Linked DNA regions of Hordeum vulgare: region 1 is linked to region 2. A link is a contact called in public Hi-C data. All regions are on one chromosome and are shown on one strand. The core of a region is the stretch at or near the end of the contact, and the rest is flanking DNA. Distances in the headings are between cores, read along the strand shown.

Evidence for each region. A called contact is a pair of places that touch in the nucleus more often than the background predicts.
Region 1: a contact with region 2 is called in a Hi-C map of seedling, with 4 times the contacts expected there. The contact joins the promoter of LOC123437326 here to the enhancer-like site in region 2. A contact is called at or near these places in 2 of 6 Hi-C or Micro-C datasets (leaf and seedling).

What each region holds. Positions count from the first base shown.
Region 1 is chr1H:363,704,503-363,709,204 of MorexV3_pseudomolecules_assembly, forward strand. It overlaps LOC123437326 (tobamovirus multiplication protein 3-like), which reads left to right and starts at 1,641. Exons shown (of 11, transcript XM_045115701.1): 1 at 1,641-2,048; 2 at 2,266-2,356; 3 at 2,449-2,501; 4 at 2,578-2,670; 5 at 2,755-2,826; 6 at 4,143-4,215; 7 at 4,422-4,467. The coding sequence starts at 1,878.
Region 2 is chr1H:363,060,069-363,064,302 of MorexV3_pseudomolecules_assembly, forward strand. No RefSeq gene overlaps it. Among protein-coding and RNA genes, the nearest start is that of LOC123423078, 20 kb to the right of the region's middle. Within about 2 kb of position 1,278, at least 2 of the 3 cell types and tissues checked have open chromatin away from gene starts, as enhancers often do. A contact at or near this core is called in seedling, where this site is marked.

The DNA of each region.
Region 1 (4,702 bases), core at 391-2,890, 640 kb after region 2:
TTTCTCATAGTAGCCTGCTGCCATCTCTCGCATTTCCTCGTCGACCATGCACCTCGTGCCATCCTCTCTTAGGAGACCCCGGATAGTGTTTTTCCTCTTTCTGTGTGAGGCCTACTCTGAAAATACTTGGTGTTTAGGTCACCTGTTTTGAGCCAGTCCACCCTCGATCTTTGACGGTACATGATCTCTTCCCTCTCATAGATCTCCCTCAGTTGTTCTTCAATCCTTCTTGCTTCCATGGAGGTCCCAATAATGACAGCTTTCTCTTTCGTCGCCACAAGATCTTTCTTCAGATTAGCTATCTGACGCCTGATTGAGCCAAAAACCTCTCGAGCCCACCTTCTCATATTACCTGAAATATATCCGAGTCTACTGCATAGGGCCCGCACCCCTTGATTTCCCCTGTCCGACGCATCCCAGGCTTCCGCCACCATGTCGTCGTATTTCTCGTGTCTTGTCCAAGCCTCTTCAAAGAAGAAAGGTCTACTCCCCCTCGGGTGCAGGGTTGGAGCAGTCTCCAACGCCCTGATCACCAGAGTTTGATGGTCTGATTCCTCGGTCATGATATGTTCCACCACCGTTTCTGGAAACAACTGAGCAAAACCATCATTACAGGTAGCTCTGTCCAGACGTACCTGAACGTTGTCATCTGCCTCCCTCCTGTTGTCCCATGTGAAAGGATAGCCGGAGTAACCAAGGTCCACAAGGCCGCAGTCGGCCAGGCAGTTCCGGAAGTCCTCCATCTGGTGAAAACTCCTCCTGTTACCACCTTGTTGATCTGAATGGAAAAGAGCTTCATTGAAGTCCCCCGCACAGTTCCAGGGGAGGTCATCATGTGCGCGCAAATATCAGAGGGTATCCCATGATCGCTTCCGCAACTCTGTCCGCGGCTCCCCATAGAAACCAGTGAATCTACAGGTCTTGCCATCCCACTTCATTTCAGCATCGATGAAGTATTGACACCATGGTCTAACCGTCACTTGAATGTGATCTCTCCACCATAGAGCTAGCCCACCACTCCTACCCTGACAAGCCACCGCCACCCCACATCTGAAACCCATTCTCCACATCACCTTCTCCATGGCCGCATCATTCTTTTTAGTCTCACATAAAAACACCATCGCTGGGTTGTAAGACCTAATCAGGTCTCGAAGCTCGCCTACTGTCGAGTCCAACCCGAGTCCTCGACAATTTCAGGTTAAATAATTCATTGCGTTTAGTAGTAGTTGTATATATATAGATGGATAAAAGACAAGTGTTTCGTTGTCAGTATTTATTAGTATGTCGACAATACCATGTCCCTCTTCTTTCTCCCTACCTTACCTGACCCGGATGTTCTGACTCGCTCAGCGTAAGCACAGAACACGGGCAAAGCCAAAAGAAGATCGGAATTGTACAATCCATGCACTGTCCCACCGCGCCACCTCATTCAACCGGCGCGCCGTGCTGGACCAAAGCCCGCTTCTGATAGACGACCACTGCGCTAGGTCCATACACCGGCCGCCGCGTCCTGCCCCCTCGTCCGTGTGGTCCACCACGGACCAGCTCCAGGGACGGAGTCGCTCGCTGTCCACGTGTTCTGATCCGCCTACCCTGCATCGGCTCACCACCCGGTCACCCTGACCACCCGCGGAGCACGAAGCCGGAGGAGAGGCTCGCCTCGAACCTTCTTTCTCCTTTCACCTGGCCTCCACGCAACGCGAGCGAAACCGAAGCCCCCCCCAAATCCATTTCTTTCATTTCGGTTTCGAATCCCCTGGAGACGAGCTCGCGTCGCCTTCCTCCTCCTCCTCCGCCCGCCGCGTCGCCATCCGCCCCCCTTCGAATCTGCGGGCGTCGCCGCCTGGCCTCGTTGTCGCCACGGGAGGGCGCGCGGGATGGGGCGGTTGTTTGCGGTGGACGCCGCGGCGGCCTCGTCGGCCGTGGCCGCGGCGGCGATGACCGGCGCGGTGGACTGGTGGAAAGACGTGAACGACTCGCCGATGTGGCAGGACCGCATCTTCCACGCCCTCGCCGTGCTCTACGGCATCGTCTCCGTCGTCGCGCTTGTAAGTCGGCCCTCCCGCCTGACCCGAAACGCCTTCCGATCTGTCACGTCCTGGGCCGATTCTGTGATTGCGTGAGCCCGTGCCCTCGATTGCGCGGGTTGGCTTGATCCGTGCGTGCTTGGTTCCAAACTTGGGGATTCCGCAACGAATCGTGAGGCTGGGTCATGAATTGTTGCAAATTGAATTTAAATTCGTGGACCTCCAATATTTGTTGTAGGTCCAATTGATCAGAATCGAGTGTAGGGTGCCCGAGTACGGGTGGACGACGCAGAAGGTGTTCCATTTCCTTAACTTCGTTGTGAATGGCGGTGGGTAACACATTTGTCCTGTTTCATTGGTTCGCCTTGCTTGTGTTTAGTTGTTTCGTTTCGTCGCTTGATCCTTCTAGTTGTGTTTGCAGTGCGGTCCATCGTGTTTGTGCTGCGGCGAAACGTGCAGCTGATACAACCAGAGGTTTGTGCCTGATTTGATGAATATATTGGTGTTTCCATTGATTGGGGGTAATGGTTTAAGCAATGCGGCATCACAGATACTTCAACATGTGATTCTTGATATGCCTGGGCTTGCGTTCTTCACTACATACGCGCTTTTGGTGCTATTCTGGGCCGAGATTTACTATCAGGTGCTAGACCAGCTTGTGTTTCATAGTTTCTTGTGATGTTCCTCATTGTCGTTGCACCTGTTAATTTGTGAAGTTGTTTGCTAGGCCCGTGCGATGTCGACTGATGGACTTAGGCCAACTTTCTATTGGATCAATGGGGTGGTGTACGCAATTCAGGTAACTTAGTATACATGAAATTTCTCATTACACTAGTAACACAAATGACCTGACTCAGTTAGCTCATGTGTGAATCTTTGCACTGATGTCTGCCTGGAAATATAAATGATGCAAAGATTATGTTATGCTGGCATGTAGGGGTGAATATCTGGACATTGACTACATCTCAGTACCTGTGAGCCTGTGATGCTTCCAAATTGCTTTAGATGCCTAGGAGTGGGACCTATGTGGCTACGACCAATCAAATTAGCCTTGTACCTGTTTTGTTGCTATGACCATAAGTGATAGTTAATTAGTTATACATATTTAATATATTCCTTTTTTACGAGATTATATATTCTGTTCTGTTCCGGAAAGTGCATATGGTTGCAAGGCTCCAGGGAGCTCGTTATTTTTTACATCGAAAATACATTTTCTACATCTAAATAAAATCTGAAAAAAGTATACACATAAGCATATATGTGTAGTATATACGTACAGAATTTCATGAACATACATGTTTATATGTAATGTACACAAAAAGGACAAATACATAGATTAAAATGGGCCTTTTCTTTGTTGTATTTGGGCCAGTTTTTTGTCTTTTTGTGCAGCCTGCAAATAATCGTATTATTTAATGAAACTTTACAGATACATAGAGAACATGTATAGTTATAGAAAAAAAATCTGAAACTTCTAAATATATTTTGATTTTTTTCTTCAAAAAGGGCTCCCTGGAGCCTGTCCTATAGAACACCACATTAGTTTTGTTTGCCCTTGATTACCTATATACTTTCTAGAAATCAGGCAATGGTACGCAGTATCCTTTTTTCGAGAAAACGCAAAAGAATTTGCGTTTCATTGCATTGAACAGGAAGAAGACATCGGGGGTACAACCTCCAGAAAGGAGGGACACACACACACACACACACACACACACACACACACACACACACGACCGTCCTCACCAAGCGACTACGACTAGGTAAGGAGGTGCCCTCAGCTACAGACACACAACGACATTAGGCCTCACCCTGCCGCCATTGCAAGACACCTCTAGGGACAATTGCAGCTCCAGGACTGCCCAGTATCCTGAATATCAAGTACAAGCTATAATTGATTCTTTGATGTCTTGCTTGCACCAAGATGTCCAATGTGTCCTTTTGTTAGAGAACCGACATCGAAACAACCTTATTAACTAGTATGACTCAGTAAGGAATATGATCTTGCTCTATGTTGCATATATGACTGTTCGATTGACACATGCAAATTAGGAAGATTTTTTGCAGTATGCACACCCATGAGATGCTCTAATACGCATTGATTTCAAATTTCAGATAATTCTGTGGTTGGTTTTGTGGTGGAAACCAGTCCGAGTTATGGTCATATTGTCAAAGATGTTCTTTGCAGGTAAAGTACTTGCTTCATTTGCTCTCTCTCTCTCTCTCGGTGCGGGTGGGCGGTGGGCGCTTGTTTCAATTCAATGTAAATCACAGTGTCCATGGATGCATCTGTCTGTCTATGGATTAGAAACTATGAAGCACATTATTGGATAATCTACAGTGGGGTTTTGACGCCTTGATCTTTTCAGCTAATAATATGCTATAACTTTTCAGGCGTATCACTGTTTGCAGCTTTTGGATTCCTTCTGTATGGTGGAAGGTAATGCTCTTAGTAAACTGTAGCTTTCTGCAATGCTAGACCGGACAAATTCAGTACTGAAAATCTAGACCTGTTCTTTCCACTTTGTATCATCTATGCGTGCTCCACCATGATATTACTACATCATTTCCCTGTATAATTTTGTCAGTTGCATGGTAAACTGGATTGATTTACCAGTAAAAATCTGGACAACTCTTTCCAACTGATAACAACCATTGTGCTTGCATTACCAGGA
Region 2 (4,234 bases), core at 28-2,527:
TAAAATTAGACAACGTGAACATTTTTTTTGTAATACAATATCATTTTTTTAATTTTGAACTTTTTTGAAAAAATACGAACAATTTTTGAAACATGAGAATATTTTGAAAAATGAAAACAAATTTTGAATCCCAAAGAAAATTTGAAATTCTGTACATTGATTAAAAAACTATTTTTTCTTCAAAATTCCGAACATGTTCTAAAAAACTAATATCTTTTTCTAAAATATGAATAAAATATAAAAACGTGATTTTTAAAATTTGAACAAATTTTGAATTTATGAAAAGGTAAGCAAAAGAAATAGATAAAAAGAATCAAAAAGGAAACCAAAACATATATACGGAAAAACAAAAAACAAGTAAGAGAAACCGAGTAGATAAAAACGTTTTATAAACCTATTAGAAGATTACCAAAACCTGTAGAAAGCTATAAAAAAACTATGCTGCACACTTTGTTGGAGGCCTTCGGTCGACAATTTGTGCCAGGGCTATATCTCGCCAGTACCTATTCCTATTGGGAATTGCCTATGGCAACCGGGACAAGACCATCAACGCATTCACTCGCTAGTACACCGTTGTAGTTTGCTCGCTCAGTTTAGTTTTTATTTCAGTTCCTTTTATTTTCTGTTTTTTTTTCATCGATTTTTTCCCACATATTACTTGGTTTTCATCGATTTCCTCTGCTATCCTTTGTTTACCTTGGTTTTTTATTTCTACATCATATTTGGTTTTCTCTGTATTTCTCGTTTTTTAATCAGTTTTCTTCATATTAGTTTTTTAACACAAGGCCATGATTTAGAATAACCTTTTCTAAATTTACAAAAAAAAGTGAATTGAAAAAACAAGGAATTCAAAAGAGTAAAAAAATGTTGGCAAATATTTTTTGAGAAATTATGAACAATTTTTGGAGAATATAAAAACATTTCTAAATCGATGTAAATTATTTGAAATTGCCATTATTTTTAACTTCATGATTTTTGTAGAAACAAATTTTTTTTTGGAAATATAAACTGTTTTTTTCTGATTTTGTTTTTTACTTATGAATTAAATTAAACTGGAAAATAAAATAAAAAATAAAAAATTACAAACAAAGAAATGATGAAACAAATGGGTCAATAACCTTTTAGAAGGTTTCTAAAACTGGTCTGCAACTTTACAGAAGGTTTCTAAAACCAGTCATAATGGTTGACTCGCTCGTTTTCCTGATCAGTCGGGCTATCTTTTACGTTACTGAGCGATCGGAAGCTTAATTGTCGCAACGGGCGATAGATAGCGTTTATGCTCTCTAACTGGATCTTCCACACTATGGCGTTCCTCTACGCAAGAGAACCCTCTGTGGTTAACGCCATGGCTTTAAGCTCAAGTTGTGCCTCTACTAAAACCTTTCACGCTAACAGACACATTTCACGTAGGACAAGAAAAAGTTTCTAAAAGAGTAGGGAAAGAAAAAAGATAAATTTTTTTGCGGGAAAAACATGTATATCCTTCCCTCACAAAAGAACGCATGTATTGTATTCCAGGACCGGTCCTGTCATATCAAGGGCCTGTGCAAGACCAAAGAGAGGGCCCCATGCACATAAAATATGTATTGAAATAGTTAATCATGCATTTTTTATTACAAAGTTAATATATATAATACTTTGTTGATTACAGATTATGACACATCCTCGATCCCATCACTGCAAAAGATGAAATGCAAATCACATAAGAAAACTTCTTCTAGTATTTTGAGAAGCTTTTTTGCATCATACAAACTTTTTTGCATCACTTCGTCTTTGCATCGTCATCATAGTTAGATAGTTCAAACAAAGCTGGTCTTAATTGAGGAGCTTGATACCTAATATATATCCTTAACACTTTTAATTCATCAGTTTTTTTTTCTTTTTCATTTATCACCCCCGAATATATTTCTAGATGACGTCTTAGCAAACAAATAGTACACTTGTCAAAAGCTAAGGCAAAAGAATTGGATTGAAAGCACCTACAAACTGAAGTGTGAAGACCCGAAGAATGGTGGTAGTAGGACCTGCTTGTTGCCGAATGGACTACTCGTCTACTCCGATCCCCACGCGAACGAAATCCCCTTCACAACTTCGTGGGTAGTTTGGGCGCGACATAGACAGTGGATCAAGCATGAGGGAAAAAACAAAACATGAGTCAATCAAAGGAAGTTGTATGGGTATATAAAGGGGATTTCTATTAACCGTTGTAAATAAAGTAGGAATTCGTTGGGAATCCACCTAATAAGGCGTCGTCGTCCTTTAATTGATCCAAGCGGTTGGAAATTACATGGGAGATTGGATCGGGTCGCCACTAACGGGAGCTTAAGAGCATGTTTGGGACTGCTCTGCTCCTTAAAATTCAGCTCTACTCCAGAAAACACAAGCCAAACGGGGTAGCTCCACAATATGCCGCTCCGCAAAAAAACTAGAATGTGGAGTACAACTTCAAAGTTTTAATGAAGCTCTTGACATGGTGCTTCAAAAAACTCTAGAAGCTGGAGTTGGGGGAAAATTACCCACCACTGCCACCAGTAAGTGGATGCCCCTTCACTTATGCCTCCTCAACCAATCAAATAGATTCTTTTTATCAAATTTTCTATTCTTGAAGCTGGAGCTAAATGGAAGCCAAACATTTTGTTGATAGTGTTATAACTTTCGTATGAAACTGCTCCGAAGTGAATTTTATAAAGTGAAACTGATTTTGGTGAAGTAGAGCAGTCCCAAACAAGCCCTAAAATTGGGAAAAATGAAAGAGGTGTAGAGAATAACGAAGCAGCGTGCCGCCGTAGGTGTCAGTTGAGGCGTTGAGATGTTGGCTCCTGCCCTCGATTGGATATGCGCACGACGCCCGTACATCTCACGATTGGGCCTTTGATAATGGGTTAATTAGTAATTCTAGTTTTTTAGGAAATTACTAATTCTACTAGTTAATCACTCATACACAAACGTACCCGCTAAGGGGCCCCTGATCCTTGGGGGCCAGTGCAGCCTCACTTGTGGCACATGCACAGGGCCAGCCCTGTGCACGAGTAGAAAAGATGGCTTTGGTCCAGGTCCTAAAATCCTATTAGTCCCGGTTCACATACGAACCGGGACCTATGGTGACATTGGTCCCGAATCGTGAGGCCAGGGCGCCGGCCTGGCATCGTGGGCCATTGGTCCCGGTTCGTCTCACCCCTTTTGTCTCGGTTCCAGTCAAAAATTGGGACTAGTAGGCTGGCAATCGTTCGTATTCCCTTTAGTACCGGTTTGTGGATCAAACCGGGACTAAGGTGTGGTGGCGGGCGTTTGTACAACCGTTCGTATCCTCCTTTAGTCCCGGTTGGTGGATCAAACCGGGGTGGCGGCCCTTCGAATCACCCCTTTAGTGTCGGTTTGTCGTCCAACCCGGGACTAAAGGTCCAAATGTTTCGCCCTCCCGCGTCGTTTCGAGTGATGAAAATTACAACCGAAGCAAAGTCTATCGCCATTCTCTGTTCTTCTCCTCTAGCGATCTCCTCTGTTCTTCTTCTTCCTCTCTTCTTCCCCTCTCTTTTTCCATTCTTCTTCCACCATGACATATGAAACCAGAATGGTGCACGCACATGGGACGACCCAACTCAGGGTCGGGTACACAAACGAGAGCTCGACGGTGCCAAATTTTCTTGGACGGTTCCAGGCGTGGGTTGACGCCGTGCTGGAGCGTGAGGTGTTCTTGGGGCTTGATCTGGAGACATGGCCGACCAACAAGATGTTGTGGTCATCCAGATGTGTTTCAAACAGCATGTCTTGATCTTCCAATGGGCGAGGTAAGTTTTGAGGCTTTCTTTGATCCAAGGTTATAAAAATTGCATGTATTGATCTTCTCTAGGTTCCATTTGATAGCAATACGGAGTTTCTATATACGTTCCATTGGATAGTTAATTCAGGGTTTCTTAATCAATTCATAGGATATGAAAATTGCATAGGATAGCAATATGGGTTACAACATTGGAATCCTATATAAGATCAATTTCTCTTTAATTAGTTGTAGTGAAACAATTTTCCAGTGGTAAGTTTTGAGGCGTTCTTTGATCCAAGGTTATGAAAATTGCATATATTGATCTTCCTAGGTTCCATTGGATAGCAGTATGCAGTTTATATATATGTTCCATTGGATATATAGTTAATTGAGGGTTTGTTGATCAATTCATAGGATATGAAAATTGCATACGATAGCAATATGTTACAATATTGGAATCCTACAAAGATTAAT